Linked DNA regions of Gossypium arboreum: region 1 is linked to region 2. The links are chromatin contacts, called in public Hi-C maps. All regions are on one chromosome and are shown on one strand. Each heading gives the region's core, a stretch centred on a gene start, on an enhancer-like site or on the middle of the called end of the contact. The rest is flanking DNA. Distances are from core to core; before and after follow the strand shown. Region 1 holds the start of LOC108480369 (serine/threonine-protein phosphatase PP1 isozyme 2). Region 2 overlaps LOC108483477.

Region 1 (6,322 bases), core at 3,776-6,275, 42 kb before region 2:
TAAGGACCCACAGTCAAGGCGATTAATTGAATAACCACCAATAGTTTTCATTGGTCCGTAATGGAGAATATGGGACAGCATTGAAGCATATCTGGAAGGGTACAATAAAAGTTGAAACAATAAATAGTAGGGGTAAGACCAGTATGAGAATATATTTAGATAGAACATGGTTATGACCAGATCAAGGATTATACATGCCAACATTCGGCTCAGAGTAATTGAAGCATTGGCTACGTCAACTAAGTTTGCAGATTTCCCCCCATGAAATCTAAGGAGTTTAACTCTGTGCATAGAATTTTTTTTCTTAGAATTTAAGTAGTCTTTTAGAATTTTGTATGAACATACCTCACTAAGTTCTTTTAAGCTTTAACATTTTATTACTTGGATTCAAGGTAGATAAAGACTTGGAAATCAACTGGAGGGACCAAGCCAGTCCCTGCTAGAGTTAAAAGTTGGGCATGGTAGCTGACTTATATACGTAGAGGGGCACCCTTACAGGTCACGCCTTAGGGTCTAAAATGATTGTGTCTGTAATTTGATCATTAATATAAAATTTTTAAATAATTGTCATGTTTACTTAAGAAACCAAAGTTGTAGGAATTTTTTTTTAGATGAAATGAGTCTTAGCAGTAGTTAGTTGTTGGAAAAGTTGGGTTGTCTAAGTACATAGTAAAAGTAGACAGAAATTTTGTTAAGATATTTAGATTGTTTGTGACATTCGGTACCTGGACCTATTAATCGGGTTAAGTATAGGATGTTACAACATTTCCTTCCATCATATGCTTGGGGTCCACCTTTCTAACGTGACGTCATCGAGTCATTCTACAACACGTTTATTTACAACTCGGAGATTTTCTAACTTTTCATGGAACCGGGCTCTTACTAGCTCATACACTTTACTACTAATATAGGATAAATAAGGTTTTAAATACTTAATCCAAAATATAAGCAAAATTTGAAATACATATTCATGTTAACAACTTGTTTTCATAACTTTTCATTGTGAAACTCGGCATGGAATTGGGCACAATATATTGAATGCAATAGCAAGTATATGCTTTCGGAAGAGTCCAAACGCTACTCGGATGGTAGGTGGTAGATTTGATGGAGGTGGCATGGTTTGATATCAAGCTTATCCCTTTCTCTTTGACAACTTACTGACATCGGTTTTTGAGGAAAAAAAATCACACAAGTATATTGGCTCCTTATCAACAATGACAAATGCAATTGGAGAAATGTTTCGGTTACCATATTGTGCCACAACCAACAACAGTGTCTGCTTATATTTGTCATATAACCAAGTATCGTCTATTTGAAAAATGGGCTTACAATGTGGAAATCCTTTAATGCATGGCTTAAACATCCAAAATAATCTAAGGAATATACGCTTACTCTGAACTTGTTGTCCAACATTGTTGTATACAAGGAGCACTTCCAATTTAACCACGATACCAGGAACAAACTGATGCATTGCCAGCAAACCTGCTGGAAACTTAGTATAAGATTCATCCCAATCACCAAACAATTCTTTCATTGCCTTTTGTTTCACGTACTATGCCTTGTAATACGAGACCGTGTAGTTATATTGACTTTGGAGGTCAACGACTAGCACTGAGATTAAAATCATCAGATATTGTTACCCCATCGACTTCATGCATTGTCATATGATTTTGGAATCCAATTTATGATGATCAGTCATTAACCATCGAACAGTGTATGTATGTGGACCATTATGCTTTCGTATGTCCTAAATCTATTTCATTTTTAAAAGTGAGGCCATGATCCACCAATTGCACCCACCACCAAATTTAATGCACTTATTAACAAATATGGTTAGGGTTCACTCCACCGTCTTATAATAGTAGGACATTTTAATGTTTTAGTGCTTCACGGTTGCTTGTACAACCTCCTTCAATGGAAATTATGTCCCAATAGGTAGACCCTCGAAATATAAAGTTGAAAGCATATAAGTCAGCAACATATCAGGATATTTGGGAAATTCTAACGCATCCATTGCCTCTTCATCGACTAGGTGCATATGAGAGTAAGGTTCATTTGGTGGAAGATCCAGTAATGCACTTGTGGCAGGGAAGTCTGCATCGACGCAAATATTCTTGTTCGGCGGCTTCCACTTCTTCATCATGGTCTGGATCACTAAATTCAATCGTGTTTGTGTCAGTATCCCTCTCCTCTTCCTCTTCTTCAATATAACCTGATGTGAACTTGGATACTGAAGGTTGTATCATCATGGAAGTTCCCTTTTTAATGTAGGAAAATGGATCTTCATATGGAGGAGGTGCGGATGTTGATGGTGCTGCATACTGGTATGGATATTTTAGACTTATATTCAAATAAAATTCCAACTTGTGTACATAAGATCGTCCTCTAACAAGTGCAGTATACTGGCATATATTAGCAGGATCACATTGAAGATATAATGCTCCAAACATATCTACAACAAGACTGGATGAAGGTGGAATATCGGGTAACGTTTTCCCCTACTCAACAACACTCAACTGTGCATAAAGCTTCACTACATTCCCGGATGAGGAATGTGTTGCGATCATAGTTTCAACATCATCATCTTCAGCTAATTCATCGAATATGTAAAAAGTCTATAAAATAGAGTGGACACTACCTTCCCACAATGACCGACAGTTTTCCTACTAATTTTTGCCATCAATTCTTTTATTTTGATGTTCTTAATCAACGTTGTGTTTATCGAGCGTCTTGAATTAAATACAACACCGTTTTCAATATAGTGAACTTGTCCATTGTAATGAACTACAACATTGAATTTAGGGTTAATCTTCTTAAATCAACCTGCACATTCAGAAAAATAACAAAAACAATATAATAATAACATTATCCACGCCGACTTTTTTGATAAAAATGATAGTGCAAATTACTAAATTAAAGAAATAATTTTAAAAAAGTACAACTAAGAAAAGAAATCTTATTTTGGCAAAAGGGAGAGTAGCTTACAAATAATAGAAACTGTGAGAAAATTTCCACGAGAGCAATGGAAAAAAAATTATAAAGCATGCGTTGAGGTATTTTCATAATTTTATACTCAATTTTGAAATTTCGAAGTCTCAAACCACCACTTAACATGGTGATTTCAGAAAAAAAAATTATTAAAATGTTACGTGGCTTGATGTTGTTGGAGATTGGGGTTTGATGGACTGAAGAGAGAAGAGCAAGATAATTTTTTTTTTTTAAATTTGATTTATTTTTCCAACGAATGCTTTTATTGACTGTTGGTAAAGGGTCTAAAATTGCTCCCAACCTGGCTATTTTAGGAAAAAAGGTTTTTTTTTTTTTCCTATTTTGGAATCGCCGTGTAGGGGGCTACTTTTAGGGGAAAAATTATGTGCCAAAAAATTACCTTATCTTTTTAAATAGAGTATTACTACACACACCTAACTTTTATAAATTTTCATTTTAGACATCAAAAGTAAAAAAGTTTACAATATAAGTATTGTTGTTATATACTTTTACCATTTTAGTCATCCATCGTTAATTTGTTATTACATACACTCATTTTAATCACTCAACTTTAATAAATTTCACTTTGATCACTCATTTTACTTTTTAGAACTAATCTTTTCCCCCAAAAAATTAAGTTTTTGTAGGGAATTAAATTGTTCAACTCCTGAGATGGAACTCAAGTTTTCATTTATAACTCAATTCCATGTACAAAACTAAGGTTTTCTCTATAAAACTTAGAAAAATCCTGATTTTTTCTTTTATTGAAAAAACTAAAAAGAATAAAAGAATTTTAAAAGATAAAAGGAAAAAAATTAGAAAAATGAAATTAATTCTAAAAGGAAAAAAATAAAGGAATTAAAAAGAAAACTATTTTTCTTACCCACATTTGTCTCTTTTATGAAAAAACAATTTTCAAAAAAAAAATAAAAAAGATAAAATGAGTTTGCAAAATGAGAAATTATTAAAGTTAGGTAATTAAAATAAATGTATGTAATGATAAATTAACGACAAGTGACTAAAATGAGAAGACTTTGTAACAATATCGCCCATATTACAAACTTTTTATTTTTGATACCCAAAATAGAAAAAATTATAAAATTAAGTGATCAAATGCGTAACTTATCCTTTTAAATAATCTAAAACTTACAATATTTTTTAAAGGGATAAATCTCAAAATTATACGTGAACTTTGATTTAATGTGCAATTGTATACATGAACTTTAATTTAGTGCAATTATACATGTGAAACTCTAATTGTAGTTCAAATGTATACTTAAAACTTTAATTTTGATTTAATCACAGACATTTAAAAAAATAAATACATTAATTTATTTTTATACTAGATAAATATAATTATTTATGTATGCAATATATAAATATAAATTTATATTATATCAATAATTGTGTTAATAATTTATAATATTGAATTAAGTTAAAATTTATGTATACAATTACGTATTAAATCATAATTTTAAATTTGATGTTTATTTTTAAAATAGTTTTTTATAGTAATTAAAATATCCCACTAATTTTAATGATTAATCCTTTGAAGGGATAAACCAGCTAATGGTAATTTTAAAACTATAATATTTTATAATAAATTGCTAATATAATGGGCAGTTGAAAACATGTTAACGATAACGGTAAAATAAGTAAGTTGGCCAAAGTGGGTTAAGGGTGAGTTTAGATGAGCGGTGTGTTTATCTGCGTTTAGTGTAAAAACAGTTGTGACAGTGAAATTAAATATTGTAGGAATACTGTAACGTGAGACAAAAAATAAGCTAAACGCACCGCACTATATTATACCGCCGCCCTAAACCCACCTTAAATGAGAATTTGCCGCATTTTAATGATAAGGGTAAAATCGATTTATTTGATTTTATAAATAAAAAATATTACTTCAAATTTTGAATATTTATAAGTTCAGTTAACTTACACTATTTAATTTCGCAATTATCACATATTATAGTAAATATAATATTACCCTAATATTAGGGAAACAAATAGGGGTTCTTTTGAATATTTATAACCATCAATGGGCTATTTACCAAGCCTTATATCATCGACTATTCGACTCCGACGAAGTTTAATACTTATTAGTTATATACAGAAATTAGGCTTCTCCGCCGTTCCGGAGTTGCATTCACCGCCACTTTTCTTTTAATTTTTCTTCTCTAGTATTAATTTTATTAATCCCCACACGCAAGCCAGGCCACATTCTTCCCCGCCCCTTCTTTTTCAAATAACACCAGAAAATGAAACGAAGTTGAAAAACCCAGAACAGAAAAACAAAGAAAAAAAATTATTACTTTTTTGGAGAGATTTCTTTATTATTATTTTTCTCAGATTATGGGATCTGTTACAATGGACCCTGCCGTTTTGGATAATATAATATGTCGTTTATTGGAGTTTAAGCAGGAAAGGACAGGGGGCAAGCAAGTGCAGCTGATGGAAGGTGAGATCCGTCAGCTTTGCACTGTTGCAAGGGAGATATTTATTCAACAGCCAACTCTTCTTGAACTTGAAGCTCCCATTAAGATATGTGGTACGCCTTTATGTTCTTTTCTCAATATATATTAGCTTTTTAATTCATATTTTCTTTTTTGGATTTTCTATTTGAAAAATGGTGGAAATTCATGTTTTGGTTCTTTGGGTATTTTAGTTTTAGGATTTGGGTGTTCCTAATTTTGACTGGTTGAGGGAAAAGTTGAAAACTTTGAAGAAATGTTATTAAGGGAAAAGTTGAATGCATTTGAAGGAATTAAGGAAATGTGTGTGTGTTCCTGAATGGTTATGTAAGTGCTTAGGAGCTGCATTGAGATAATACTCGATTTCTTATTTAAATTGCATTAACTGAAAATTATTTACTTTTTTATGTTGTTCTTGGTATGATTTGTTTCTTAGCCTGCTTGCTGATTGATGTAAAATGGAAGTAGCTATTAATCAACTCTGCCATGAAAATAATCTGAATTAGATGAGAGATATGGATGGTGCGAACTTATCACCTTCTTGGTGCATTGCATCCTTGTTTTGGCTTTTCTCTGGAATTTAATGCCATAGGAGGAAGAGAGGGCAGCTACGGTCTAGGTATGAGGATCTTTAAACTTGGTTTGCTTCTTTTTATCTTAGTTACTCGAGGATGCCTTGTGTAGGCAGGGAAGTCTCTGAGGTTGAGAAAGGTCAGCTATTGAAGAGCAATGGATGGGGAAGGCAGGATTATGTTAATCCTCAATGACTACTCTAAGATTTGTTGAATGTTAAAGTAGAAACCATTTATTAGTAGAAATGTTTGTCTTAGACTTCGGCAATTATGAGGTTAAGAAAAGAAAAG
Region 2 (6,087 bases), core at 2,145-4,644:
AAGATGTGATGTTGCAATAGTTAAACCTTTAGATTTTGAGGAAGCTACCAGGGACAAACATTGGAAGAAGGCCATGGAAGCTAAATTAGAAATGATCCATAAGAATGACACTTGGGAATTCGTAGAAAGACTAGATCATAAGAAAGTTATAAGTGTCAAGTAGGTATTTAGAGCCAAGTATAATGTTGATGGCTCACTGAACAAGCACAAGGCAAGGCTTGTGGTGAAAGGCTACAGTCAGCAATATGGCATCGATTTCATGGAGACTTTTGCACCAGTAGCAAGGCTAGACACAATTAAACTTTTGTTTGCCTTAGCTGCTCAAAAGCAATGGAAGGTTCACCAATTAGATGTTAAGTCAGCGTTTCTTAATGGCTTTCTCAAGGAGGAGATTTTCATTGAGCAACCTAATGGATTTAAAGTCCTAGGACAAGAGGACAAAGTTTATAAGTTGAAAAAGGCTCTGTACGGCCTAAAGCAGGCACCAAGAGCTTGGTATGACAAGGTTGATACATACCTGTCTATGCTCGGGTTTGAGAAAAGTGTTAGTGAATCTACACTTTATGTGAAGAAGTCAGAAGGTGAGACCTTGCTGATTGTATCACTCTATGTGGATGATTTACTTGTGACTGGAAGCAAAGATGAATTGATTAGTGAATTCAAAGTGCAAATGCAAGAAGTGTTTGAGATGACAGATTTGGGAGTTATGACATACTTCATTGGCATGAAAGTGAACCAATCTGATCAAGGTATCTTCATCAGCCAACATGCCTTTGCTTTGAAGATTCTCAACAGATTTTGCATGACAAATTATAAAACAGTCAGCACACCAATGGCTCAAAGAGATAAGCTGACTAGTAGTGGGAATCAAGAGAGGGTTGATGAGAAGGAATATCGAAGCCTAGTAGGTTGCTTGCTTTACTTAACAGCAATTAGGCCTGATATTATGTTTAGAGTCAGCCTTCTTTCAAGATTTATGCATTGTTGTGATGTTAATCATTTTAAAGCTGCTAAAAGAATTCTCAGATATGTCAAGGGAACTTTGAGCTATGGAGTCAAGTTTGAAAAGCGAAATGAGTTCAAGCTAATAGGTTACCCTGACAGTGATTGGGTTGGCTCTGTCAATGACATGAAGAGCACCTCTGGTTACTTCTTTACTCTTGGCTCAGGATTTTTCAACTGGAGCTCAAAGAAGCAACAAACTGTTGTTCAGTCTACAGCTGAAGCAGAGTATACTGCAGCTACTGCAGCTGTAAATAAAGTCATTTGGCTTAGGAAGCTTCTATGTGACTTGAATGAAGAACAGACTCAACCAACTGAAATCAGGGTTGATAACCAATTAGCAGTTGCCATAGCCAAAAATCCAGTTTTTCGTGGCAAAACCAAACATGTTAAGATTAAATTTCACTTTGTTTGTGAAGTTGAGTAATCAAAAGAAGTTAGTCTTGTTCATTGTAGCTCAGAAAACCAATTGGCTGATATTTTGACTAAGTCACTTGGTGCTACAAGGTTTGAAGTTTTAAGAAGCAAAATTGGTGTTTGTTGCATACAGTCCAAGGAAGAGTGTTGAGCATTGGCCTGCAATGCAACATGTGACCAGCAGCAGCTCATCAAGCAGACCAGCATTGGTGTTGAACCGAGTGCAGCAGCTAGTTTCATTCATTTTGTTTATTTTGGTCCATTTGTAACTTGTTCAAGTTGACATGTAACTTGTAACTTGTTATTAATTTTGGTAGGATTAGTTTTGATTTTAATTTTGATATAATAGATGATATGTCAGCTTACTTTTGTGTGTATTCAAATATTGTATTTGTTATGCATTAGTGGGAGCAGTTACATCATTAGGTAACTGTCCAATTTTATGTAACTTACATATATTTTCAAATAATTAACGAAAAAGAAAAATGTTGTTTGGTTATAATCTCACTAAAACTCTTTCCATTTGATTTTTGCTTTAGTTATTTTTGTTTTGCTTTTGTTTTAGCTTTGTTTTGCTACTTTTGTTCTAACACTTTCCAAGGACGTACGCCGATGGACCCGTGAATGTGGGTTTGTCAAACTTACAAGGGGGACAATTCAACTTACCCTGGGTTGTTGCAACCATTACCGATACCTGAGAAAGCCTGGGCTGATATTTGTTTGGACTTTGTGGAGGGGTTACCACTTTCCAAAGGGAAGAATACTATATTCGTGGTGGTGGATTGCTTGACCAAATATGGTCACTTCCTTGCATTAAGTCATTCCTTTATTGTCGCTTCTGTCGCCTTTGAGTTTTTGCAGCACATTTACAAGCTTCATGGGCCTCCTAAGTCGATCGTTTTCGATCGTGACAAGGTCTTCCTGAGTAACTTCTGGCAGGAACTGTTCAAACACTTAGGTACTCAATTGTGTCTTTCTACAACCTATCTCCACAGACCAATGCGCAAACTGAGGCTCTGAACAAATATTTGGAGGTCTATTTGTGCTATACGTTTGGTGAGAAACCCTCTGAGTGGGCCACTTGGCTTCCTTTGGCTGAATAGTGGTATAATACCACCTATCAGACTGCCATATATATGACCCCGTTTAAAGCTTTCTATGGGTAGGAGCCACCCATCCATCTACCTTATCTTGTCGGGGTCTCTTGAGTTGCTGCGATGGATAAGTGCCTTTTGAACAGATAGGTATTCATGAGCTCTTTCGTTTTCATTTAAACAAGATCAGATGAAACAAATTGTTGATCAGAAACGTTCTGACCGTGAATTTGCTGTTGGTGACTTGGTATATGTGAAACTGTAGCCCTGTCGCTAGCACTTGTTGAAAAGTTTAAGAATCAGAAGCTGAGTCCTCGCTATTTTGGACCCTTTCCAGTGGAAGCTCATGTTGGCACTGTTGCTTACAAGTTAACCTTACCTGTCGCTGCTTGAATTTATTCTACGTTCCACGTCTTCCAACTCAAGAAACATGTTGGAATTGCGGTGACCTCGTCCCTTCTTCCAATCACTTCTGCTGATGGTCCCCTCCTCAAGGAACTAGTTTGAATTTTGGATCGACGGATGATCAAAAGGGGTAATGTTGTTGCTACTGAAGTTCTTATTGCACGAGTAGACACTTTTCACAAAGATTCGAGCTGAGAGGATTGGAATGATCTTCTTCGCTGTTATCAGCACTTTGATCCTTGAGGACAAGGATCTTCTTCCGATTGGGGATACTTGTTATAGATCGTTTTTGCTTCTATTACTTACGTGGGTTGCATGGTTTTGCATGGCCGTTATGTTCATTATTCATTTTAATTTTTGTTTTAATTGTAATAACGAAACGCTACGTTAAAGGATGGGTTGGAATCGTTTAATGAAATAGCACGTTTTGGCTTAGTTTGTTTGCACAAAACGCACCGTTTTAAGTAACCGTTGCCAGGCTGTTAAGGGTTTTTTCGCACAAAACGCACCGTTTTAAGTAACCATTGCCAGGCTGTTAAGGGTTGTTATTCTCTCATTTATTAGGAGAACAAGGACAACGAGACAGTTATGAAATTGGAGAATTCACTATTCTTCTTCTTGTTCCCTTCTGAAATTTCTCTCTTCTCTTCTTAAATTTTCTTCTGGAAATTCGAAAGGCTACACAAAACTTAAACCATAAAAAACCAAAGCATAAAAAAAAAAAGAAGCAAATGCATTTTCCTTTTTAAAAGAAAATATTCACACATCTAAAACAGAGAAAAAAATTAAAAAGAAACGAAAGATTCAGCGTGAGACATATAAAGCTCAAAGCAAGAGAGAATTTTGAAATAAAAATATTGAAATGTATTAACTGACAGAAAACTGAAACTGTTTACAATTCTCAATACAGAAAACAAACTTAAATTGTATTCCTATATTTATATATATATATGTAAAGTATATCATATAAAATATAGTTTCTATCTCTTACTGCACCCAATAAGCAACAATGAAAAAGGGGTTTACATTTAAGTAATCAACTCAGATATCACAAACAAGCATTCTCTTTTCTTTCACAATACATGCACTTACCCCACCCCCCCCAAAAAAAAAAAAAAGCAATCTGGAAGCAGCCTTCAAGCAATGTAGATATAGTATCTGCATTTATGCCAGTAAACATAAAATAATAATCAGGCACTTGTTGGATCTTATTTCATTGATGTAGGGCAGCAAAAGCTACGCACTGCCACTAGGATTCATAGTCAAGGAAATGGGGAAAACTTGTATAATGGAAATACACCTAAACTTCATACCTAGTTTTCCTTTTAACCTTCGAAGAGCCACTCTTTAAGGGTGGTTTTTTTTTTTTTTTTAACAACTATTAGAATATATCATTTTAAGCACTAAATTGAATAGCACTAAATTGAATAATTAACTCAACAATTAGTTCACCAGAATAAATTTGAATTGTACCCACACATGGTGGAATTTGAACTTGGAATCTCACGTTTCGGAAGGCCTCTTCATTGCTACTAAGCCAAGGCCTCATTGGCTTTATAACACTACCCTGCCTTACAATAACATCAACTGAAGCAGATGGGGCACAGTTTTAAATTCGAAATCTAAGCATCAAATAGTTGACAATAGCAACAGCGCTAAAACATTATATTCTCTATCACGGTAGAAAGAGTTAATTGATTTATGTAAGATTCCATGCAAGTCATTGCTCATCCTAAAAGAATTGAACTCAAAACAAGACATAAAAACTAAGATCCTAAACCCTGATATAAATTTAAAATACCAAATAAACCCTAAATATATAAACTATTATAGTGAAGCCCCGTAGATACTATAAGGTAATGAGTTAACCCTCAATTAGCTGCTTCGCATTCTACACCAAACCAATAGCAGTCCTCAGACAGCTAAGGGGCTGCTAATATACCAGATAATTGAAAATATAACTAGAAACATATGAAAGCAATGAAACAAATATTTATGATGTTATCAAGGGGAAAAAGACCATGATAATTACCTTCAATGGAACTGCCAGCTCAGATCCATAGAATGATATCAAAGATGACGCAGATGAAGCAGACAACCAGAATAATGCAGTATGAAGGACAAAATAACTTCCATTTGTCAATATACCGACAAGACATTCAATCCACACTTCTCATATTCATAAGAACTATTTAACTGCAAAAGATGAGGAGGCTGCAGCTGCCTCGGCGATTAAGGAAATTGGCTGGCGAGCCTGCAGGCAAGCAGCTATATCAAAGGGATGCAACTCAGCACCATCAAAAATAAGGTTCACGCCAGGAAGGATTACTTCGTTGCTGTCAGTTTCATCAGAATCAACTTTTGTTGTGGTTGCTGAGGTGGAATCTTCAACAGGTCTTGTGGCAGCTTCATATGCAGGGGCTAGGGCATATGCTCTGCAAATATCATTTAACAATATGAATAAATAATGCACAACCAAAAACTAAAATGAGAATAAAACATTACAACAGAAAAAAAAGGCAAGTATACTGATTTGGCAGACCTAAGAATGCTACCATCAAAGCTCAAAACTTCAGTCCGACAATGCTGGCGACTGGCAAGTTTTAATCTTTGACGCTCACTAGACATCCCAGAAATGGGAGAAGAAGGATCTAGCAGTGGGTTCCACTTCCCACTAGCATAGTTCATGAGTTTCTTTGATTGTTTTGTGTCCTTCGGATGATCCTTTTGCTGCTCCTTTTGGTACAAAAGTTTTGCCGCAGGACCTGTTGCCTGATACTCTGCACAAACCTCACGCAACATTCTACGTATGCTTTGCATTGAATCATGATGCTCAGTAAGTGAGTCTGATTGAAGTAACTCAGACGAGACAATCCTTTCACATATACTCTTGCATAACTTAGGGTTGAAAAGTGGCATCCCAAATTCAACAGTCAATGGAACCCATTCATATATCTCTTTATCCGGGCCAAAATGATCCATATCTCTTTCTTTAAATAGTCTTAGCACTCGAATGTAACCGACTGTCCACAACTGTATCTGGTCAGCCAAATTAGTTAATAGATCATTTAATTTTGAACGTTCGGCCACACATAGTCCTAGCTCATCCCCCACATGAGCAACTGAGCCATCAGAATTCTTAAGGGGCAAGGGTATGTCAAGTGTAACA

The links. Hi-C and Micro-C count contacts between places; a contact is called where the count stands out from the background.
Region 1: a contact with region 2 is called in a Hi-C map of leaf, with 1.9 times the contacts expected there. The contact joins the promoter of LOC108480369 here to the enhancer-like site in region 2. A contact is called at or near these places in 2 of 5 Hi-C or Micro-C datasets (both in leaf).

What each region holds. Positions count from the first base shown.
Region 1 is chr1:9,444,948-9,451,269 of ASM2569848v2, reverse strand. LOC108480369 (serine/threonine-protein phosphatase PP1 isozyme 2) reads left to right here and starts at 5,025. Exons shown (of 5, transcript XR_001870609.2): 1 at 5,025-5,536. It overlaps LOC128292714 (a long non-coding RNA gene), which reads left to right and starts at 1,988. Exons shown (of 3, transcript XR_008282650.1): 1 at 1,988-2,174; 2 at 2,255-2,324; 3 at 2,420-2,759.
Region 2 is chr1:9,401,063-9,407,149 of ASM2569848v2, reverse strand. LOC108483477 reads right to left here. Exons shown (of 12, transcript XR_008281652.1): 10 at 5,461-6,087; 11 at 4,951-5,353; 12 at 3,760-4,076. Among protein-coding and RNA genes, the nearest start is that of LOC108483477, 11 kb to the right of the region's middle. Within about 2 kb of position 3,394, at least 1 of the 2 cell types and tissues checked has an H3K27ac peak or open chromatin away from gene starts, as enhancers often do. A contact at or near this core is called in leaf, where this site is marked.